Linked DNA regions of Mus musculus: all the other regions are linked to region 1. A link is a contact called in public HiChIP or PLAC-seq data. All regions are on one chromosome and are shown on one strand. Each heading gives the region's core, a stretch centred on a gene start, on an enhancer-like site or on the middle of the called end of the contact. The rest is flanking DNA. Distances are from core to core; before and after follow the strand shown. Region 1 holds the start of Adra1a (adrenergic receptor, alpha 1a). Region 2 has its middle 6.7 kb from the start of Gm41184. Region 3 has its middle 22 kb from the start of Gm41184.

The links. HiChIP or PLAC-seq counts read pairs in DNA pulled down with a chosen protein or histone mark.
Region 2: a contact with region 1 is called in an H3K27ac HiChIP or PLAC-seq map of neural progenitor cells, with 10 times the contacts expected there. The contact joins the enhancer-like site here to the promoter of Adra1a in region 1. A contact is called at or near these places in 6 of 39 promoter capture datasets (the HPC-7 cell line, cranial neural crest, embryonic stem cells and 2 more), 6 of 484 Hi-C or Micro-C datasets (cerebral cortex, cortical neurons, embryonic stem cells and 3 more), 9 of 115 datasets of contacts at active chromatin or transcription factors (bone marrow-derived macrophages, embryonic forebrain, embryonic hindbrain and 5 more) and 1 of 9 other capture datasets (liver).
Region 3: a contact with region 1 is called in an H3K27ac HiChIP or PLAC-seq map of SST interneurons, with 4 times the contacts expected there. The contact joins the enhancer-like site here to the promoter of Adra1a in region 1. A contact is called at or near these places in 3 of 39 promoter capture datasets (embryonic stem cells and stem cell-derived epiblast-like cells), 2 of 484 Hi-C or Micro-C datasets (cerebral cortex and forebrain), 6 of 115 datasets of contacts at active chromatin or transcription factors (SST interneurons, VIP interneurons, embryonic forebrain and 3 more) and 1 of 9 other capture datasets (adipose tissue).

The regions. Positions count from the first base shown.
Region 1 is chr14:66,633,790-66,637,540 of GRCm38.p6, forward strand. Adra1a (adrenergic receptor, alpha 1a) reads left to right here and starts at 1,462. Exons shown (of 4, transcript NM_001271760.1): 1 at 1,462-1,814; 2 at 3,665-3,751.
Region 2 is chr14:66,477,455-66,481,169 of GRCm38.p6, forward strand. No RefSeq gene overlaps it. Among named protein-coding and RNA genes, the nearest start is that of Gm41184, 6.7 kb to the left of the region's middle. Within about 2 kb of position 1,262, at least 14 of the 459 cell types and tissues checked have an H3K27ac peak or open chromatin away from gene starts, as enhancers often do. A contact at or near this core is called in cortical neurons, forebrain, hippocampal neurons and 2 more, where this site is marked.
Region 3 is chr14:66,448,302-66,452,249 of GRCm38.p6, forward strand. No RefSeq gene overlaps it. Among named protein-coding and RNA genes, the nearest start is that of Gm41184, 22 kb to the right of the region's middle. Within about 2 kb of position 2,285, at least 12 of the 459 cell types and tissues checked have an H3K27ac peak or open chromatin away from gene starts, as enhancers often do. A contact at or near this core is called in SST interneurons and cerebral cortex, where this site is marked.

The DNA.
Region 1 (3,751 bases), core at 212-2,711:
AGGCCCTTGGTCTTGCAAAGATTATATGCCCCATTACAGGGGAATGTCAGGGCCAGGAAGCAGGAGTGGGTGGGTTGGGGAGTGGGGCTGGGGAGGGTATAGGGTACTTTCGGAGAGGAAACTAGAAAAGGAGATAGCATTTGAAATGTAAATGAAGAAAATATCGAATTAAAAAAATTCTCTAAACATCTTTTTTTGGAAAATGAGTAATGCTAACACAAGTTTGTTCAGGAAAGGGAGCAGAAATATAGGGCTTTTGTGATCTAAGTTATTGTTTCATATATACATGCAAGAGAAGACTGTACCTGCTACATGCAGCTGTAGCCCCATGCTCCCAAGGTTAGCTCAGCATCGCAAGATTTAAGGGATTCTAGCAAGTGTTTGGAACACTCATCCTCTGTCCGAGTCAATAACAATGAAAGACATAGGAAACGGGAGCCAGAATGGGAAAATTCTTGTTTGTTCTTAATTCTCTGAAGTTCTTTTGACTTCACGAAGTCCTAAGTTAACCAGAGCGTGGAATTTGTCCAGACGAGATAAATAATAAAATTGGTTGTGTACGTTTTCCACTCAAACAAGTTTAAAAAAAAAAGTAACAAAAGAGAAGAAACTCTTCTCCAAGGTTATATTTTCTTTTGAGAACTGGAAACAAGTGCACTTATAGACACTGGTTGAGGGAGAGATTGCCTTGAGAGCATATAGTTTTTAAAACTCCGTGTAACCAAATGAAAGGTGGGTCATATTTTAAAAGACTTTATTTTCCTTGAACTACTGCAACCAAGTCTAAGGAGCTTTCTCTGGGCTTGTGTACTTTTTAAACATCTGCAAATAATGTCAAGCACCTACACATTTGCCACCACCAGCCACACACTTCCTTTTTTTTTTTTTTTTTTTTTTTTTTGGTTTTGGTTGTGGTTGTGGTTGTGGTTTTTCGAGACAGGGTATCTCTGTATAGTCCTGGCTATCCTGGAACTCACTCTGTAGACCAGACTGGCCTTGAACTCTGCCTCCCAAGTGCTGGGATTAAAGGCATGCCACTACCACCATTGCCAGGCGACTTCTTGACTGAAATAAACCGGGCCGGGAGTTGGACTAAACTTTTCAAAGTAACCTTTGGGGAATTTCCGTGAGCACATTATCTATTCAGTAAGAACTTGGAAGGGAGTCTGCTTTTGGTTGGTTGGTTTTTTATTTGGTTTTGTTCTTTAATGTATTTATCAGCCTATTGATAGGGGAAACCCAGAGAAGGGAAGGAGAGGGAGGGGGATCAGTATCAAGCGTGGAGGGATGAGGGTAAAAAAGAGGAAGGGGTAAACGGGAAGTAGAGATCGAAATGGGACAGAGAAACAGGAAGGGAGAGAGACGAAATCCACTTTTTAAATAAGAAGGAGAAGGACAGTAACCCCGAATTTTACGAAATGTGCGGGTTGCTGCAGAGGAATACGGTAACAGCTGGAGATTACGGTACTCGCTAGGCTACAGCCTGCCTGTACTACGTCAACCCGAGCTGCAAAGTTCCGAGCCGCTCTTTTCTGTGTCCAGGAACTGAATATCAAACTGGTGATCGTGGAGTTATTGGATCGCTGTATTTGTCATTTCTTTTCTCTGTTTTCAGTCTTTATTTTAAAATATCCAGGAGAAGCAAGAAGCGAGCCCGGAGTTTGAGGGCTCAGCAGTGGTGGGGTGAGTCAGCGGGTGCTAAGGACTGGGTCTTGGTCTTTGGAGACCCTGTTCTCCTGCAGAGAACCAGAGGGCTCTGCGAGGACTGAAGGTCCGCTTCTCCTGGCGCCAGGGCCTCCGCAGCCGCGCAGCAGGTGAGTAGCGCAGCGGTGCGGAGCGCCGGCATCCCGCAGGGCCGAGTTGTGGGGTGGGCTGGTGTGCCCCTGGACTTAGCCTCGATTCTCCGCTTTGGGACTGGCTTTGAAACCAGCACCCCAAACCACCAGGTTTCCCTGATTTGCCATGGGAAGTTACCTTCTAGTTAACAAGTGTCATTTTAACCCATATATAGACCCCAAGTGGGAGAAAGCGGGTTCCGCAGTGTTGGTGTGGTTTGGTTATCACCTGTGAGGGCTTGAACTTGTGATTGTTTTCACAGCAGCCTGCTCCTGAGATCTCAGTCTTAGGGCTGTACCCCAAAAGACAAAGTATGCAGGTCCCGAAGCCCCAAACCTCTGTCTTACATCTCCTGGTCTGGTCCTTTTGCAGTGTAGAAATCGGGTTATTTAGGCAGATCGTGAACCCTAGCCCAGAAAATCCCAGGCTTCCCCGACTGCTGGCATGGGGACTTGATTTTTTTTTTTTAAGTCCCTTAGGGAATCCGCAGTGACTGCTACTCACAAAGCCTGGTCCGAGGAATAATGCGCTCCCACCCAGGTCTCCCAGAAAGCCCGGGTGTGGCTTGAGACTGGAATCCCTACAGCGGTCGCCCCTTGAAGATCCTGCCTGAATCCATCCGGGCCCTGTTTAGCTCTGGGAATTGGCTTTGCTGGGAACCTAGCTCTTTCTCGAGGGTGACTTGGCTGGTAGGCAGACCCGCGCGCTCTGCTCCCACGAGCGCAAATTCCGCGGGAGAAAGCGTACGCGCGGCCCTGCGGTTCCGTGCTCTCCGAGGTTCGCACTCCCAGACCGCCCTCTCCAGGTGACTATGGTGCAACCTGTTCTAAGGGAGACACGGAGGATCCCCACACCACCCCTGAGATTCTACCGGCTTGCCTCTGTGCGACAACCGCAGCTGCAGTCGAGCATGTGGAGCTGAGGTGGTGATGCAGGAAGGGGGCGTTTCGGGGCTTTATTTTCTCCAACCTATCTCTCGAAATTCAGCTTCCAGCTACTGCAGCTTGGGGTTTTATTGTCATTATTTGAGGTGGGGAGTTTTTTTTTTTTTTTTTTTTTTTTCTCTCTTGCTTGCTTTTGTTTTGGATTCTGAACTTGGTCAGCCAAGGCAAGGTGAAGCATTCGAAGGCACCTTCCCAGAGGGGAGGACTGGGGAGGACTGCAGAGGGGGACAGAGCACGCAGTCCCCTCCCTTGTCCCGTGTTGCCTACGTCAGGGCCTCACAAAGCCACTCATGGACTGCAGAGCGGCGGGCTCCCAGCAGGAGTCTGGTTACTGGGCGAGCTCCCCAGGGCCTGGCTGTCCAGGGCGACTGGCTCACGGACTGCCTTTTTCTTTGTGTTTTTTATTTTCAGCTGAATTCAGATAAACGAAGCTCCAGGGCCACTTCGGTCTCAGCAAATATTCCAGACCCATGTTACCTAGCCAGAACTCCTAGAAACTGGAGCTAGCGGTATCCCATAGATGGGCGGCCAAGTTGAGAGTCACTGCCGGTCAGCTGCAGCGCCCATTCGCCCAGCGTCCCTGCCTTGAGCTTCGAAGGCTGAGCCACACTTAGCTAACCATTTCAGCAAAGACTAGTCACAGACTCGTGAATTTCTAATTGCGTGGATGCACAGGATGGATCAGAGTGCACAGAGAAGCGGATTTTTGTAATTTCTGGTGGCTTTCACAGCATGTCCTTTTAAACCTTTGGAAGGTGTCCCCAGAAGCCCAGAGCGCGCCTGGCCATGTCTCCTTTAATGCTCTGTTCCTCAACGTGGCCCTCTGAGGGTTCCCAGAGCTGCTCCAGGCGGTTTACAACAGGTGTGTTCTCTCCCTCCCCCAGCCCAACCCAGCCCGCAGGATTCCCCCAAGCGGAGATTTTTTGACTTGGCTTCCTCAGGCTCACGTTTCCGCCCTCCGCCAGAGGGTG
Region 2 (3,715 bases), core at 12-2,511, 160 kb before region 1:
TTATGTTAACATATAAGTTAATCCTCTTAATCTTGATATCGTAAAATTTAATGTTTACATAGTTTTAACATATAAAATTTAAATAAAATAGTAGGGCTCCTTCCTGAAAGAAAAATGTAAGCTGCTAGGTTGATTGAATGAATGAATGAGTAGGAAATGTTCCCCTTTCTTAGACATTTGATATGTGTGTCTATATAAAAAAGACAAAGCTATGGATACGTTTAGGCAAACAATATAAGTTTTTAGAAATTCAATGCACTATCGATTGCACCATTGAGCCACCTAATGAAAGTTTTTTAAAAGAAGTATTTTACTGGGTGGTGGTGCACACTTTTAATTCCAGCACTTGAAAGGGAGAGTCAGGTGGATCTCTGTGAGTTCGAGGCCAGCCTGGTCTATAGAAAGAGTTCCAGGATAGCCAGGGCTACACAAAGAAACCCTATCTCAACCTCAAAACCCAAAGGATGAATAAATAATATGATATGATATGATATGAGAAACATTTTATTATATATTTTGTTTATTTATTATAATATAATAATTATTTCGGTGTATATGTGTACACTTACAGTGGTTTACCTGCTGAGGTCAGAGAACAACTTTTAAATAAATATACATTTCTAGAGTGTTCTTTAACTTTGGTCAGATAGAAAATACTATTTACATTTAGCGATCTGCAGGGAAAGCAGATAGGACATTTTTGTGGAGTCATACACACACCCATGACCCCTTAACGCCTGTTCATTGGTGCTGCCAAGTGGCTGTGTGACCTTTTCTAAGCAGTAGACCTCTCTGGTCTCACAAATGAGGCTAACAGAAGTTAGCTAAGTTCGCCTTGCTGAGGTAATCCTGTGATTCCAAAACAATTGAGAAATGGTAGCCATAGGACTCCTTTCCAAAGGCACTGTTGCTGGCTTTTTTTCCTGTCCCTTCTGGGTCTCTCCTCCTTTTCTCTGTGCGTTTAACAGCAGGGAAATGTGCTGTGGAAAGACCAAAATAGCCCCAGCCAAGAAACAGACAGGAGACCACAGGACTCCACAGGGGCGTCCGGTTTCAAATACTTGTCAACAAGTCCCGAGCAGGACATGGGAAGGGACCTGTGGTTAAGGCCACTATGACCGTCCTGGGCTCCACAGAGCACTTAAGGCTCTCAGGGAACCCTGGGAAGCCATCATACCTGCTGGGGGTTGCAGCCCAGGAACCAGCTCTAGCTGGGACAAGGAGGCTTCTATATCCTGCTTCCCAGGGTCCTCCTGTTCCCATGGCAACTCTGATGGCTCCTTGAAAATACTCAGAGAATGGATAACCGATCGGTTGTGTGCCTGCACCTGCCCTGGCCAGTATCCCAAATCCACAAGGGACAAACGCCTGGTGTGTCCTTAACTCTGTGAGCCAGAGGCACCAAGCTATGGAAGCCAGAAGAATGAATCCCTCATTCTAACCTTCTGGGTCAGTGCCCTAAATGTCACGTCTTGTTAGCCATCCCTTGAAGAAGGAGATCCGTGATAATCATTCTCAGCCTTAATGCTAATTTGAAGCAGGCTTCTGGAAAGGATCCTGGGTCTGCGTGACCATAGCTGGTGTCTTTATCCAGATTTATAAAAATCCCAGGAGGAAGAATTGGTCTTTGGAACACAGACGTATATATCACCCTAAATTTGGCAAGCTGTGTATCTTAAAACTGCCCTGACACAAACAGCTTCTTCTAACACTGAATTCCACAGAGGAAAGGACTCTGAAATATGGGTTGTAATTCCCATTAAGAGATTTTTTTTAATGTATTCTAAGATATGCCATCTATAATCTATATCACTGAAATGAAGTACCGGGGTTCCGGAACTGAGCCGTAGGAGGAAAGGAACACAGCCTCCCTTCCTCAGGGGGGCGGCAGTTGGAAGGATTTTAGTTAGGTGGTGGAGGGGTATGTCTGCCAACCCAGACCTCAGACCTGTGATGTGACACACTGTCACTGGCCCCTGCAGATTTGTGCAAAGCAGCTGAGAGAACTCCCTGAAGGGATTGCTGTCCTGGGGTGATCAATGCAACATGGAGTACAGCAGGTTAGAAGAAAGACTCCTGTGCTGAGGAATTGAGTGGGGGTGACTTCCCAAAGAGACAAAGAGACAAAAGGATTGAAAATGTATACTCATCCTTTGAAGTACTAGTAATAGCTGTCTTTAACAGAGAGGAAAGGCAAAACCAAGAAGCTCGTGAGAGATGCCGAGGCTAAAGGGAACCTATTCTTGAATCCATCGGAAGCCGAGTCCCTTCTGTTCCTATTACACCCGTAATAAATTTATATATATTTAAAAATACCAGTGCAAGGTGCGCCATCATTTTAGTCAAGTGGGAATCAATTGCTTTACTCCGAAGCTTTCTCTTCGTAAGCATTCTCCTCTTGACAGCACACTCCATAGTGAAGAATCTCACTCATCAAGAAAATTGCATAAGCTGGACACCTAACAATGTTAGCTCCTCTCTTGACTCCATCAGCAAATGAAACCCCTCTAAAATGTTTCTGCTGGAAATCTCAGGCATGAGTCCGAACATGAGAAGCAGCTTCCTGTGCAGACCTGAGCTCAGAAGAGCGAGACTGCCTCAGGGATGTAGGGTTTAAGGTCTTAGCTAAACTTTGGGGCTGTACATGGTGCTAGACCTCAGAGTCTCTTAGGTGGCTCTGTAAAACACTGTGGAATAAAAGGACTTCAGTGGGCTGGCTAATGTAAATGTTCCTGGTCATGTATACAACGATGAATGGCAACAAAATTTTATAGTTCTAGAATTTAAAATGTTGCATTTTAAATGACAACAATTAAGTATATTTAATGATGGCATTTGTATATGCTATGGACTGATGGATCCAGGTTAATTAGAACATCCATCATTGCAAATACTTTCATTTTCTCATAGAGTATTTAGAGTCTGCTGTTAGTTATTTTGAGATATTTAATGTTATTGTCAATTTGACTGGATTGATAAATGCCAGAGACAAATCTCTGGGTACATCTGGGAGTTTCCAGATTACATAAATTAAGGTGTGAGGACCCACTCTAAATGTGGGTGGCATCATCCCATGTTCTTGGGTCCTGGGCTAAGTACAAAGGAGAAAATGAGCTGAGACTCGTGTTCAAAGCTGCCTCAGGCCCCTATCCTACCTTACAGCCAGGATAGGCTGTACCTTCAGACCCTGAGCCAAGATAAACCCTTCTGTCAAGATTAATTTTTATTATCAATTTGATACATTTGAGGAAACCTCATTGGAGGAATTGTTTCTGTTCTGGTCTGTGACCATGGCTGTGGGATTTTCTTGATTGTCAGTTGATGCAGGTGGGTCCAGTCCGCTGTGGGCGATACCATTCCCTATGTAGGAGAGCCTGGGGTGCAAAAGAGCAGAGAGAATGAGTAAGCCGGTAAACAGTGTTCCTCCAAAGTCTCTGCTCCCCCAAGTTGCTTCTGACCAGAGTGTTTTCTCACAGCAGCAGAAAAGTAAATAGAGCACTGTTTCTTCCTTAAGCCCCTCTCCTTTCCTAGCTCTGCATCTGTTGACCACAGTCATCTTTTTGCCTAGTCCAAGAGGTCCATCCCATCTCTGGTAGCTATCAGCCCGTTCACAGGAGTAGTTGTGAGTTTCTGCTTATTGTTTTAATAAAGGTTTTTTATCTATTTGCCTGTCAAAGTACAACAAACATGTTTTTCCACAGGGACACAGATCTTC
Region 3 (3,948 bases), core at 1,035-3,534, 180 kb before region 1:
AATCTCCACGATCATCAGAAACATGATTTATGTAAGATGCTGGTGAGGTTGGGGGAAGGGTCATATTGACTTTTATATGCTTTATAGTACAGGCTGGGAGATAGCCTAGAAGACAGGAGACTAACACCCCACTTGGAGGCTTCTAGGCATTAGTGGTGGAATTTTGTTAATAGTTTCCAAACACTGAATTCTTAAGCCCAAAGAGAGAAAATTACCTTAAAAATATTTCAGCTCAATTGGTAGAATGCCCAGCTAGAATCTATGCATATATGAAGCCCTGAGTTTGTCCCTAATTCAACATAAAAGCAGACATGATGGTACATGTCTATAGTTCCAGTATGTGGAAAGATGGAGGCAGGAAGATCAGAAGTCCAAGGTCTTCTTTAGGTACATTAGCCAGCTGGAGGCCAGCTTGGGCTACATGACATCAAATACTACTACTATCACTACTACTGACACCAAATCATATCCTTCCTTCCAGTCTGATTTAGACCTCCATATGGTAGGTAGTTCCTTCATCTCTTGTGGGAACATTCTAAGATCAGTGGATGTAGGAAATCTCTGATAGTACTGGCTCCTATACAACAGTGTGATGCAGCAACAGCTAATCTGGTAACTGTGACTACCGGGGTGGGTAGTGTATACAGCATGGATACTCTGGACAAATGGGGTGGGTGATTCATATCCTGCGCAAGGCACAGTAGGATGTTGTGAGGCTTCTTCATGCTGTTAAGAATAAGGTGCAACTAACTTTTAAAAATATTTTTGTTTCATTTATTATTAGTGTGTAGAGACACGCCATGGTCCACTTTCGGAGATCAGCCAACTTCATAGAGTTGGTTTTCCCTTTCTACCTTCACGTGGACTCCAGGCATCACACTTGGGTCATCAGGCTGGTAGAGCGAGTGCTTCTACCTGCTGAGCCATCTCACCCGCTCCCCATGAACAATGTAAACTGAATGCTTTAGTCCTGGAAGGTCCACTTACAGTCTTCAGATCACAGCTGGCCTTTGTCTCCCTAAAACTGGTAAGTGAAACTATGAACGAAGAAAAGGGGGGTACTGTAGCTTTAATTTGTAGAGATGAACTTAGAAAGTTGCAAGCAGTTGCAATTTGCTTCTGATACCCTCCCTGTGCCCCCAGTCAGTCTGCATGCAACAGTCCTCTTCCCAGGTCTCTTAGGCTTTCTCTTTCTATTCTATCAATGCATCTTTATCCTCTCGTCCTCAAATTGTGGAGTAAAATTTCCGTCGTAGAAGTCCATCCAACTAGCCTTCATTCAATGTTTCTCATATTCAAATTTATCTTTTGTGACCCATTTTAGCCTCTCAAGATCCACTACTACCTCAGTTTACCTTATATTAGCAAGGTCCTAGAAAATCTTAAGGCTGCATATACTAGCTTGTACAGGGATCAGGACTACTAAGCAGCTATTCCATGCTCTCAGGAAGACCAGTAAGGGCTTCACTGGAGACCACCTGTGGTGTGAATGAATCTTTAGTTGGCTGGAAACCCAGAGAGGCAGAGCAGAGCAGTCTGGCCCTATAGAGTGTTTGAGAGTTAGAAAAGGTTTTCCCAAGTCCCTTCAATTTCACTAAGCCATTCCATCTCTATATATGTTAGGCTCAGATAGGATGACTCAAAATCAACTTCAAATCAAACCTAAAATACTCCTTTGGCTTCCACAACAGCCTCTGAAATGCTGAATTTCCTTCCTGGGAAAGTATGTTTGCCTTTGATAACAGAACTTCATTAAATGCCATGATCGCCACGCTTCTAATTCACCCTAGCTCATCACACTCTCATGCCCTCTGCTCTAAACACCTCACCCACAGCCTGTCAAATGGTAACGCTCTTGCTAGCTGGTTGGTTTGTTCTCAGTCTTAAATCCACACATCTACCATCCTCTTCCTCTGCCCTCTATCTTAGTTTATCCAAGGGACGTGCTTCTCACACCACCACACTTTAAACATCGTGCACACCAGCAGCATATTCTCTCCATAAGCTTCATGCTGCCGGTGGAAGCAGAGCTAAGTGTCTTTCCAATACCAAGCTGAGCTTCCCGGTCCTTCACACCACTCGGGTGAGCAGGCTTTCAGAGAATAGCTGGAATCCTGCCCCTGGGAATCAGCAAGAGCCTTTGAATGCCAGTGCCCTGCCGGCTCTCTATCGGATGTTGCTTCCAGAGGCTAGACAGTTTTTACTCACCAGCTCATCAGAGTCTTACACCCTGGAGAGGCTTTTAAAAATAGCCATCTCTTGCAAAGTAGAGAATTAGGATTCAGCTCTGTTTTGTTGCCGAGGTGCAGAGCAGATGCCTCTCAGCTGATGCTTCAGTCGAGTTGATCTGTCGTCTCGAGGCAGGCTGCTGCTCACGGAGCTCTTTCTGTAGCTGCTTGTTTACCTGTTGAATGCCTTCGCTCAGACATGTTTTGTGGGGTGACATATTCAGGTATATCCAGCTGCAGAGACTTCAGACAGCTCTTTCTCCTGCACTCAGTGCTGTGAGACTCCCAGTGGGAGACAGTGACGCCATCTAATGACATTTTCTCCTTATTGATTTGATGGGAACACCTGGCCTGTGTCTGCAAGATGAAGAAATAGGGTGCAATTAGTTTCTGATGTTCAGAAGAAAGCTGGAAAATTCTTGCTAATGTTTAGGCTCGTTGACTCTTTCTTTCCAATAAATTTATTTTTATGGTCAGTGTTTCTCTCACAAGGAAATTTCATCTAAAACCCATTTGTCCTCTTATATTTTAAATGACAAAAATGAATCCTTTATTCCTTCCTCTAGCTCACACATAGTTAAGTGGTAACATGTGCTTGGATACTCTATTTGTTTATATTTGATAATAATGCAGGCCCCCATCTATTTCCAGAAATTTTAGAGAGATACTATTTAGCATTCAGGGGTCTGTCAGTGAGACATCTAAGATGTGTGGAGCCAGGGTCTCTGTTGTCCTTTACAGGACCTGAAGGACAATCCAATGATACAGCTTTGTGAGGAAAGATGATGAAGTTGGAGGTTTGGGAACCACAATGGATTAATTGCACAATGAGATTAAACAAACAGCCTGTTGCCCAAGATGGAAGCTGTGGGGAGTACATCTGAGCAGTGACTGCAGCTCAAGAACCTGGGCCTCTCCTTGTTACACTAGTTGGATGGTAAGCAAGGCAGACTGCCTAATGGGCAGGGGCAGGGACCCAAGAAAGCACAATGGTCATGAAAGGATGGCGGGAATCAATAAAAAACATCAGGACCAAGAAACTGCAGTGCACCCAGGACCATAACGTTACTCAGGAACATGTCAGTTACATACCGTGGTGACATACAATCTGCAATACATATGACATATGTGACATATAGATTCACATGCTCAATTATGTCCTTCTGAATAGAAAGTATAGAACAGGGAAAACCTATGGAGAATAAGCTATTGTACATTGCTAGTGAAAGTGGCCTGTCTGAAAGGTAATGTAACTAGAATTTCTGATTTTTTTTAAGGATTGATCAAGTTTATTTTTTCATTAATTAATTAATTTACTTACTTTACATCCTGATCAGAGCTTCCTTTCCCCTCTTCTCCTCCCAGTCCCTTTCTCTCTCTTCCCCTCTCCCTACGCCTGGTCTTCCTTTGTCCTCAGAGAAGAGGAGAACTCCCATGGATATCAACTTACCCTAGCATATCAAGTCATAGAAGGAATGGGCACATCTTCTTCTACTGAGGCTAGGCAAGGCCTTCCAGTTAGGGGAAAGTGATTCAAAGGCAGTCAACAGAGTCAGAGACAGTCCCTGCTCCTGTTGTTAGGGGTCCCACATGAAAACCAAGTTTTATATCTGTTACTAAGGCAGCTTAGGTCTGTCCCATGCATGCTCTCTGGTTGGTGGGTCAGTCTCTATGAGTCACGATGAACCCAGATTAATTGAGTCTGCAGGCTTTCTCGTGG